Regions from separate parts of the Mus musculus genome. Here region 1 is linked to region 2. A link is a contact called in public HiChIP or PLAC-seq data. All regions are on one chromosome and are shown on one strand. The core of a region is the stretch at or near the end of the contact, and the rest is flanking DNA. Distances in the headings are between cores, read along the strand shown.

Region 1 (5,754 bases), core at 52-2,551, 570 kb before region 2:
CTCTGCATCCTTTGCACACACCTGCCATCTTTTGGTCTGATTTCTTGTTCTTTCAGTGCCTTTAAGCTGCAGGACATTCATTTATCCTTTCCCCACTATACCTACACAAGAAACCTTTGAGGGTAGGCAGTGATAGGTCAGTAAGTGCTGTCTTTTGTAGAAGAAGCTTAGGTGCTCTGAAGTTCTGTGACTTGCCAGTTGTCACATCATGGGAAGGCAGAGCCATAGGATCTGTGTTCAGATTCCAAGATCAGATCTGACCATGTTTGACTGGCAGCAGGATCAGGTAGCCAAGGATGTCTATATTTTTAATTTACAAGTATAGAAAGATGTTAGGACTCCACAGATCAGTGGTTCTCAAGATGTGGGGGCCATTGGCATTAGTAGCCCCTGGGAACCTATAGGAGCGCAGGTTCTCAGGCCCCACCTCAGACCCTCTGAATCAGTCACTTCAGGGTGGGGCTCAGCCGCCTGTGTTTTAACAAGTCCTCAGTTAGCTCCAATGTATATTCACGTTTGAGAATTCCTGGCTTTGGTCAGCATGAGGCATACTTCCTGCTGTTCTTTATTCAATGTGACCTTGGCATCACGTGGCAGGAAGGCAGGGACACACCTGACACCCTTTTTATGATGATCTTTCACAGAGCTGAAGGATCACCCTGACAGCACAGGAGCTCAGTGCCCTGAAATGTCGCAACTGCATACACCATGCCTGAAATTAGTCAATGGGACCTGCGTCTTTCACCATAGGATCAAAGTCCAGGAATGCCTTCTTATGTTACCTTGGGTTTCCCCTAATTAAGCATCTTTTGTCTTCCCATAGGAGAATGGGAGATTATCCTGGACTTAAGTACAGGGAGAGCACATAGCATGCTTTTTTCACAGATAAAAATAACAAGCGGATGAATAGGTTTATCCACTTGAACGGCATGTTGCAGAGTCTGGTACTAGCTAGACAGGGAGTGGTGTTAAAATAGAGGACCTACACAATATGATATAGACAGTGACAGAATTATGCAAAAGAGGTAGTACTATAGAGGAGAGAATAGGAGTGTGTGTGTGTGTGTGTGTGTGTGTGTGTGCGCACACACATACATTGTAAGCTAGCATCTGTATATGAGGAAGAGCAAGTGACTGTTTAGGTTTTCACAAAGGAAGCCATTCATTCTTGGGCTGGATTTTAAGATCAAAGAGTTCAGCAGGGAGGAAAAAAAAGTGAGACACATGCCAGGCATACCAGAGAAATGTAAATACAACGAGGAGTCATGGAGTGGCTTGGCGTGGCGTGTTTGGTTTGGTACTGTGGATCCCTGAGTGTTTGAGGACAAGTGACCCGAGGCCAGCCAAGGAATCGGGAGGCCAGGTCATGGCTGCGAAATTACCCAAGGAGTTTGTATTTGACCGCTATGCTACCGTGTCTGCAAGTGTTCCCACTGCAGACGACTGGACTCCGGGGGCTGGGTTAGGCTTTCTTTGAAGAACAGTAAAGTGAATGCCAAAAGCTCACGGGCATGATTTCTTCAAGGACCCAGGGAACATGGAAAAGAACGTAGAAACTTCTGGATTGTGCCTCTGTGCACAGGGAGGCTGTGTAGGCATGCCCCTCTTAGGGTGAAGTCCACATTCTTCCCATGGGTCTTTCCAAAGCCCATAAGTCAAGTTCTGCCCTCCTCTTTGGCTGGGAGGCAGCCTCAGCGGTCAGGTCTGTGCCATCCATGCTGCCTGCTGGCCCTCCCCACATAGTAATGTGACCCAGCCTAGACTGGCTGCTTTCCCAGCCGGACCTCATACTGTATTGTAACCACTGTATTTCCTCAGGTCTGCCCCTCTAGATTTAGAATCTTTAGATGGCTGGGTTTTGTCTTGTTATTTTTACCTCACTCACCTTTGTGTCGCTGTTTTAGAGTTCGAGTGTGTGAAGAATCGCAAAACATAGATGAAGAAATGAATAAAACCCACAATGACCATAGTGGCTGACATTTATACAGGGTTTTGGGATTCACTTATACTATCTCATTCAGTCTTCATTTCAGCTCTGTGGTGGGTGATCAGTATCCCTGACTTATATGCAAGTGGGTAGAGGCCCAGAGAAGCTGTGTGATTTTTCCAAAGGAGCACAGCTGACTCCGGATGAGCGAGGGTGACCAGGCTTGTCCCTTTGTCCTTCTCAGTCTCATTCTCTTGTCCTTGCTGCCAGGTCCTTGGGAGTCATTTCACTGTGACTCATTTGTTCTCTCTATGGCTCCTTTTGGTGGAGGAACTTCCTGTGGCACCTACTTTCTTGTCCCAATTACCTTCATCATTCTTCCTTCTCTTCCCATGGTCCCTTGCTTCTCAACCTTGGCTCTTTCCTGCTTCTAGGATTCATTGATCAGCTTTAGGAAGCCCATGCACCATGAGTGTGTGAGTCCATCCATATTCACACAGCTCCTGTGACAATGAGAAGACACCAAAGGTCCAGAAGAAGGCAGTGGACAGGCTTCTGTGAAGGACAGGGAGAAGAGAGGCATTGCTTTGCCTAAGAACAGTGCTGCTGTAGGCTTGCAGAGGCATGCATCTGGCCTCTCTCCTCGATTCCCATGAACTGCCCAAGGGTATGGTTTGTAGGGAAAATATTAAACTGAGCACCCCCAAGAGAAAATGAAGTCATTGCTTGCCCAAGAATGATTTATTCCTTCATTAATAACATATTTGCTATCTTTTCCAATGATAAATTAGGTCCTTACTGCAGATGCTTTTGTTCCTAATGTGACTCCAAGGATGGGCTATGCATCTCCAGCAGGCCTTCACTCTTCCTCCTGGTCCAGCTCCCCTAATCGATCACTCAAACTCATCACTCACTAACATACCTTTGAACTTGATTCTTGGGTTGTCTCATTGTCACAGGATATGAGGCAGAACAACTAGAAAGGGTTGCTTTATGACTAGCAAGTTGGCTTTTGAAGGAGATACAGTATACAAAAGGAATTATGTGAGAAAAAAAAATCTAACACCTTTACTGAAATGGGGGGTGGGGAGGGAGGTCCAGATCTGTGTCTTGTAAAATGAAACCTGAGGCCACCAGGAAGCCTCACACAACTAGAATCCTGCCTGTGGCAGATGCACTGAAAGCTGAACCACAATAGGAAAGCAAGGAAAAGAACAGTTATTGAAACCCTACAAAGATGCAGGTTTTTCCATGCCTAGCCTTGTTACACCAGCCTCCTGGGTTAGGTTACCCTCTCCACTGGTGTTTGGAGTTGGAGGTGATGCTTCCAACTCCGGTTCCCCAAACACCACTTTCCCCTGGGCACAGTTTGTTGATTCAAAAATCATGAGAAAAGCCATTTGTTCTGAGTGGTCTGATAGAGTGCTCTAGCACGGAGTTGGAGCCAGCATCCTAGGGATGCTTTAACGAATAATACTGGGAGCTGTTTGAGGTGGCTCAGTGGCTAAGGGTACTTGTTGCTTTTCCAGAAAAGTAGAGGTCAGTTTCTCATGTCCAGAATGGGTGGCTCAAACCGTCTGTAACTCTAGCTCTAGAGGATCTGACACCCTCTTCTGGCCTCTCTGAGCACCCATACCTATGTATGTAATTTCTCTCTCTCTCTCTCTCTCTCTCTCTCTCTCTCTCTCTCTCTCTCTCTCTCTCTCTCTCTCTCTCTCTCTGCCACCCACACACCCACATCATATATATCTTTAAAATTAGTAAATTAGTATTGACTTGAGTAGACATCTTAAAATGAATATTGATTGACTGGCTATTTAGTTATTGATTTCATTGCAACCTTTAATCCTCTTCAGATTTTTTCTGTGCTAGAAGAGTAGGAGCCTGGATTTTTCTTAAAAAAAAAAAAACCTGTTCTATCTTTCATCTAAGAGAAACAATCTTCCACTGAAATATATTATATTGCCATTAGAAATCAAGGGTCTGAAGTGGCTCTTTTTTTTTTTTTTGTCTGTGTGAATCTTCCGAATGGCTTCCTCACAGAACTGGCATTCTTCCTGCACTGGGCTTGGTTTTCCCCACTGCTAAGCACAGAGGTCTGGCACTGGATGGGCATGCTCACCACAGTGTTGTGATTTTCATTGTTCAGGTTCCCCTGTAGCTGGGTAGGACATGGGACTGGCCCTGCCCAATGGCTGGGTCAGAGGTGACACATATCAGTTCCATCTCAAGGCTTTTCATGTTGTTTACTCAATCTCCTCTCCCCTCCTCTCCCCTCTTCTCCTTTCCCCTCCCTCCCCTTCCCTCCCCTTTCCTCTTCCCCCTTTCCCTCCCCTCCTCTCCTCTCCTCTCTTCTCCTTTTCCCTCCCTCCCCTCCTCTCCCCTTCCCTCCCCTCTCTTCTCTTCCCCTCCCCTTCTCTCCCCTCCTCTCCCCTTTCCTCTTCTCTCCCCTCTCATCTTCTCCCTTCTCCATCTCTCCCTTCTCCTTTCCTCTTCTCTCTTCTCCTCCCTTCTCGTCTCCTTTCCTCTTGCCTTCCCCTCTTTCTTGATCTTTCTTTACAATTCCTTCTAACTTAAAAAATTAAAAAATTAAATCAGCATACAAGTTATTACATATTATGCCATCTCAAAGCATGTTTGAGCAGGTTCTCCTCCTCCCAGGCCTCTGGCACCCTTTGCTATCTCTTACAACTTTCCCCATCTTTTTTCTCCTTTCATGTTCCATGTGTCCTTTTGTCTTCCCCGTCCTTTTCTTAGTAATCATTTTTACCTTCTATCTATCTTCTCTAGTTTACCCACATATATAACCGTGTGTGTGTGTGTGTGTGTGTGTGTGTGTGTGTATGCACATGCATCTGTGTGCATTGTAAGCTAGGATCTGTGTATGAGAAACAACATGTGGTTTTGTCTTATTGAGTTTGGGTCTCCTTGTTTTATAGCTCCATGTTTCCAGATCCATCCATTTTCCTGCAAACTTTATTTATCTATTTATCTCTGAGTAAAAGTTCATTGTGCACATGTATCACATTTTCAGTATCCAGTCATCTGTTGATGGACAGCTAGGCTGTTCTATTTTCTTGCCGTTGTAAATAAAGCAGCAATAAACACGATGGACAAATGTCTCTGTGGTAGGATCAGGAGGTAGTCTTGGGAATAACGACGGTCAAAGTCATGTTAGATCCTGGCCTTTCGCTCATTGGAGGGACTTTGATGAACACGGAGATTTCCTGGAACCCTGTGACCACCCTCTAGTATGATCCAGAAGAAAGAAAAGAAACCTTGAAAGACACCTCGATGCTGAATCTGCTCTTGATACTGTGATGCGGTCTGGACCCTCCTGGCAGCGACAGTGGCCAGCTACTGATAGATAGGCCCATGCACCTCCTCTTTCTGCTCCCCAGTTCTCTCCCACAGAGCTTGCTCAGGCGTCCTAGTGTTTTGTAGTTTGTGTGGTCCCAGTGTACTTGCTGCTAACCATAACAGCTCTGTTGTACACTTCTCCATTTCCTTAAAAACTCACTTAATTTATACTGTGGCGCTGGGGCTCAATCCTAGGGCACATGTAAGCAAGCGCTCTACCTTGAAGCTGTGTACATCCCAGCCCCTTCCCACTGCCTCCCCAAAGCAAAGCTTCCTGCCTGTGTGAAGTCAACTATCACCTATTCTTAGAGAGAAACAGCAGCATCAGTGATAGTAACCTGGCTTTTGAAAATAGACTGCCCTGGGACTTCTGTTCTGACTTCTGTGCTTTCTAGAGATCTGGGCAGAGGATTAAAGGCACCACAGGTATCATGCATGTACACTGGCTGGATGAGAGCTGGGACAGC
Region 2 (5,455 bases), core at 2,855-5,354:
GCTTGGCTCTAAGCATTTGCATCATCTAGAGAGCATACAGCCAACTTCTGATGTAGTGTACTTTTCACATGTGTCTTGTTTTCTCTCCTCCTTCATCCTCTTCATCCAGAGACCACAGGTGGATCCAAACCAACAGGGGACTGACAGTAAGAACTCAGATGAAAGTCAGATGGGGAAACGCAATTCAGAGAGAAGGAAACTGAACCATGTCCTTCATTCCACAGAAGGCTCCAGAGCAAAGCCACCCAGGACAGAGGAAGGGGAAGGCTGAACTAGAACCCAAATTCAGCATTGTGATCCACTGGCGGAAGTGAACTCATTCAGATGTCAGAGTTGAGACTGTGATTCCAAACCATAGAAACCAGTGCACTGTGCCCTACCAGGAAGTGAGCAGGAAGGGTCCACTGAGGTGGAAGAAAATCCTGTCTAACTACTGTCATTCAACTTGGGCCATTCTGTTTCTTTACATACTTATCATTTTCTTTATAGTTTTCCTCCTTCCTTAATGATGGCTGTGGGAAGGAACCTAAAGCCCTCTGAATGTTTCTCCTGCTGTTTTCAGTCCCATTTTTCTCCATCAACTTTGCCCCATACCTTGTATCTTTTACGTATTGCATTCATTAATATTAAAATGACTTCCTCATTGTTTTTTATATTTTACTTGCATAGCCTATTACCAATATCCATTGTTTCCTGAGAATGTTGACTTACATTTTAAATTCCTGTCTCATTTATAATTCTGCTTTGTATAAGTATTGACTTTCTTTTACACTAGTTAATTCCCCACTCCTTATTTGGGTGTGAAGATTCATGTTACCCAAGATAATCATGCCTGAACCCATAAAACTATTTTAAGGGAGATCTGGAGACCCAGTCCCTACTGAGCATCTGCCTTGGTGTGACAAGGCCTGAAGTGGCTGTTCTCCAGAGCAGGGTGCCCTTCCTCATTGCTTCTAGGACACAAAGCACCTCCTTCTAGCAAGGATCTCCTTTAGGTTCTTTGAGAACCCATATAAAGGACAGGTTCAACAGAAGAGAATTGGGAAGGACAGCTGGCTGCTACAACCCAGTTTTCATCCCCCTCTTCCCTAAGTCAGTCCTTCCACACTGTCCCTTGGCTCTGACACATCACATTCTTTAAGGATTCTCAGAGCTTGTTCAGTTGTCATGGAAGAGTTGCAATACTGGGAGACCTCCCCTTCACTTAAGAGAGGAAGAGGGCAAGCTTCCAAAGAAAGGGCACAGACTCAGAAGGATGCGTGGGCAGAGTACCTTTAGGTGAGTTTTGCAAAGTAAGTGAGTGGTGAGTGGTAACCAGAGACTTAGGAATGGGTTCTAACCGCAGAAGGCAGTTCCTTATGGGCAAACAGTTGGAAAGTTAATTAATAGCTTAGAAATCAGTACACTATGGTTACTTTTGCTGTTAGACTTTGGTCACATCGCTCACCTCTCTGAGTCATGGTGTCCTCATCCATCAGATGGGGATAAGGCTTGCCCCTCCAGTGCCACTTCAGTAGGTTGCAGGTGAAAGCTATGACAACAATGAGCCAGAATTCAGCAGAGGCCGGCTATGATGGTACAGGCATTGTAATTTCCCTGGCCTAGCCTAGCATCCGAGACATTCATGGTCTTGTCCCTTTTCTCCTGCAGTTAGGTGGCTGAGTGGTGGTCTCTCTTTACATGGCAACATCAAACTCTCATCATGGCTCATGTACATAGAAGGCCCAGTTCTGTCACGATGGACTCCTGGGGCTTAGTGTTGGTTTTGTATGCATACCTTGCTGGTTAAAAGCCCACAGTGTTTACGTGTACAAGCCTTACCAGCCATTGACACCACAGACTACAAGGAATATGTTTTCTAAATGGTTTATCTTATCCTTTTCATAAAGGGGACCAGGCAGTATGGACCAGCCATGCTTTAAAATTCAAATAACTTACCATTGCAATTTCAGGGTTTTCTGACTCGTAATGACTAGACATATTCTATGAGTGGCAGATCGTTTTCATTGACAGTTACATACAAAAGAACCATGAGGAAAAGCTAGGAGACAGCTCACTGAGTAACAAGCTTCCTGTACAAGCTTGAGGCCTTGAATTCGAATCCCTTTTACCGGTGTTGGAAAGCTGGGTATGGCAGTGGGCAATCCCCTCACTGAGACAATGGAGACAAACAAATCCCTGGACTTCTGACTAGGCAGTCTAGCCAATCAGTGAGTACTAGATTCAGTGAGATTACTTACATTAAAAATGAGTTCTAGACCAACCTGGTCTATATATCAAGGTCCAGGATAAGGCTATGTAGTAAGCCTGTCTCAAAATAACAAAGCAACAGCAACAAATGAGGCTGAGAATAGAAGAAGAGTCTTTTGCTGCTCTTTATACATGTATGCTATAGCATGTGTATCCATACACATTTGCATTCACATACATATCCCATACACATGCACAACAACAGGAGTACTCTAAGGAAACTGCTGTTCATGAATATAGAAGTTGCAGCAAGAGACAACAACAGCAATAATTCTTATTTTAGTTAATAACATGAGTAACTTGCCACTATGTAGTAAAAGATATTTTTTAAAAATGGGATTTGGAATCTTGAGTTCCAGGTTTGAATCCTGATTTTATCACTGGTAGGTTTTGTGTCCTTTGACAAATGACTCTGTAAAGTTCATTGTTCTCATGTAGAAAGTATATATGCCATGGAACTGTTAAGATTAATAAAATACACAGTAAGCTATTATTCAAACCAGAAAATAAAATGGAGTGCTCTGCAGATGGCTGTCCCCAGTATTGCTGGCTTGGTCTTCAGCAGGATATGAATTTCAATAGCCATATTTATTTAGGGACAATTGTCTTGGAGTGATTGTTAAATCTTGCCTGGCAAACTATGTTCTTTACGTTCAAAACTTGATTATCCAGTCTTGAGTCCATAAAATAGATTTAATACATTTGAGGAAAAACTTGATGCTAAGGCACAAAAACCCCTCATTGTACCTTAGTATGTGAAGTATTGCACTGCATCCAAAACCCTCTCCTGAGAGCTTGCCCGCTGGTATTGACAGTCTTGTTTGATCTTTTCCTCTTGCATCAGGGTTGAAAAATCAGATAGATTATCCAAAGTTTAACAACCATTCCAAAACAATTGTTTATAGACTCTTCTGACCATCTACAAACATGGTCAAAGTGATCACATGTCTCTTCGGAGACTAAGTCACAACAGGTTTATGACTTTCATCTTGGGCACCTCTCTCTCTCTCTCTCTGTTCCTCTCCTTTTGACTCAGAAAAGGTAACTACCATTTTATGGCAGATTTGCTTGAGAAGGAGCTAAGAGTCATTATCAGCAGTGGTATAAAGAGCTTACAAATGAACCTGCAGCCTCAGTCAAACCTTCTGAATGCAACCCAGCGAGACAACTTGACCACTGCCTGCCCCCACTCTGAGCTGAACAGCCAGATCCATGCAACAGCTATCTGAATTCAGAAACCATATGAGTTCATAAGTGTGTGTGTTGTCTTTAGCTATTCAATTTCAAGGTGATTTGCTGTGTAACAGACAATAGCAATGATAGGGAATGTGATCTTTGCTTCTTTTATATGTGAGAAAAATATAAAGCCAGGTACTTCTGTCTATGAAACAAGCAAGCTATCCTAAACAGGGGAAAAAAACCAACATATTGTTTTCAGATAGGAATTTTCGGTTTATTTTAATGGATCACAGAACAAAGTTTTATAAGAATGAGTAATACAAAGTGAATGTGTAGCAGGAGCCAAAAGATAGATGTTTTCAATACAAGTTTCTTTTCTTTCTATCATCTGAATGTTAGATTCTGGAAATAAAGCTGAATATATTAAGTGTAGTTCTTACTCTTAAATACCTTATAGTCTGCTGTGAAAAATAACTGAAATACCCTTATTGGATGATGACTGAACACTCTAGAATTTATCAGAACTCTGTAAAAATCCAATACTTAGCATTCAAGTGATCTTGGGCAATTGATTGGTCATAGAGACCAGCACTGAGGCCTTCACTAAGCCCTTCATGTCTATCTTCTCCCCCAGTCTTACCACACGCTAAGCTCTTTACCCATGTTACCCCATTTAATCCCCAGAACAGTCCTATGACTAAGCACTATTACCTCACTTTTATGGATTAGTACCTATCTCATTGTGTTGCTAAGAGAACTAATATATTTAATCCAAACAAAAAGCTTGGCCTGGCCAACAGCTTGTAGTAAATGCTAAGTAAATGAGTGCACCTGGGGGCAGGTACCTGCTATGGAGTCAGACCCTCAGAGAAGGGACATGTGTGAAAGTTGTTGGAAAAGGATGTGTGAAGCTGTAAGGGGGTTTAGAATGGAAAGTGGGAAAGACAAAACGATAAACTAAGGGTATGTTCGTGTGGAGAGAATTCCTGTGCTCACAGAAGGCTCCAATTCACTGGAGCCTTGTCTAGCATATCTTAGAAATGCGGTAGGCACTAGGGTAAAGAAGGTAAACTATGTATTTACCAGTTCTTTTGCTTTGTTGATTGAGCTGCTCAGCTTTTCAATGTTTCCAGCCTGCCCTTAGTAAAATCAGATAAGTCTGGAGATCAAAGCCAAGGTGTAGAAATCCTAAGTACAGGAAGTGTCTTCATAGCACATTTACCAGGGGATCCAGAGAGCTTCAATTATAAGAAATTATTAATATCCCCACTGCCAATAACAAGTCAATCATATCACAGGATGCTTAGAAGAGTGGTAAAGGAAATTTATGGTTTGATTTTGAAATGTCATCCACAAGATCTTGTGTTTGAACACTGGGTCTGCTCCTAGTGACATTGTTTTAAGAAGTTGTAGGACCTTTGGGTATGAGGCTAAGCTAGTGGGGATGTTTCACAAGGAGTCAGTCCTTGAAGGTTGTAGTTACCTTGGTTACCAGTATCTCTTTACTTCCTGTCTACTGTCATAGGAAGGTGCAGCAGCTAACACATTCCCATCAACACACTCAAAAGCCTCTCTGTCATATTAGAACTGTGGTCAAAATAAACATCTCCTACCCTATGCCTTGTTTATGTCAGCTGTTTCATCACAGTGATGGAAAGAGTAATTAACATAAAATAGGGAATACATTGACACAGAGCAGAAAAAAAAAGTCATCTCCAATCATGGGTAGGGAAGATCAGAATGGGTTCCTTACAGATGTGATGGCCAAAAAGAAGAGAATAACAGATTGGGGAAAAAAGGTCAGAGGAGTACTACATGAAGAAGGAAGCCTATATGAAAAGCCACACCAAGAAACAGGAACAAAGGCCTGTACAATGAAAGACATCTTGGTGGTTGGTCTGAACTTGGAGTTAAAAGAGCCATGAGAGAAACGTTTCAGAAAGCCACCACGGGTCGTGTTGCTCAGATCTAGTCAGACCTGGGCTTTGTCCTGAGAAGAATGGGGTCTACATAGGTTTATGTTCTT

What was found. HiChIP or PLAC-seq counts read pairs in DNA pulled down with a chosen protein or histone mark.
Region 1: a FOXA1 HiChIP or PLAC-seq map of pancreatic cancer cells shows a contact between it and region 2. The contact joins two enhancer-like sites. A contact is called at or near these places in 2 of 115 datasets of contacts at active chromatin or transcription factors (fibro-adipogenic progenitors and pancreatic cancer cells).

What each region holds. Positions count from the first base shown.
Region 1 is chr4:56,634,833-56,640,586 of GRCm38.p6, reverse strand. All of the region lies in intron 6 of Gm34687 (a long non-coding RNA gene), which reads left to right. Among named protein-coding and RNA genes, the nearest start is that of Gm26144, 41 kb to the left of the region's middle. Within about 2 kb of position 1,301, at least 47 of the 459 cell types and tissues checked have an H3K27ac peak or open chromatin away from gene starts, as enhancers often do. A contact at or near this core is called in pancreatic cancer cells, where this site is marked.
Region 2 is chr4:56,065,065-56,070,519 of GRCm38.p6, reverse strand. No RefSeq gene overlaps it. Among named protein-coding and RNA genes, the nearest start is that of Gm12519, 67 kb to the right of the region's middle. Within about 2 kb of position 4,104, at least 4 of the 459 cell types and tissues checked have an H3K27ac peak or open chromatin away from gene starts, as enhancers often do. A contact at or near this core is called in pancreatic cancer cells, where this site is marked.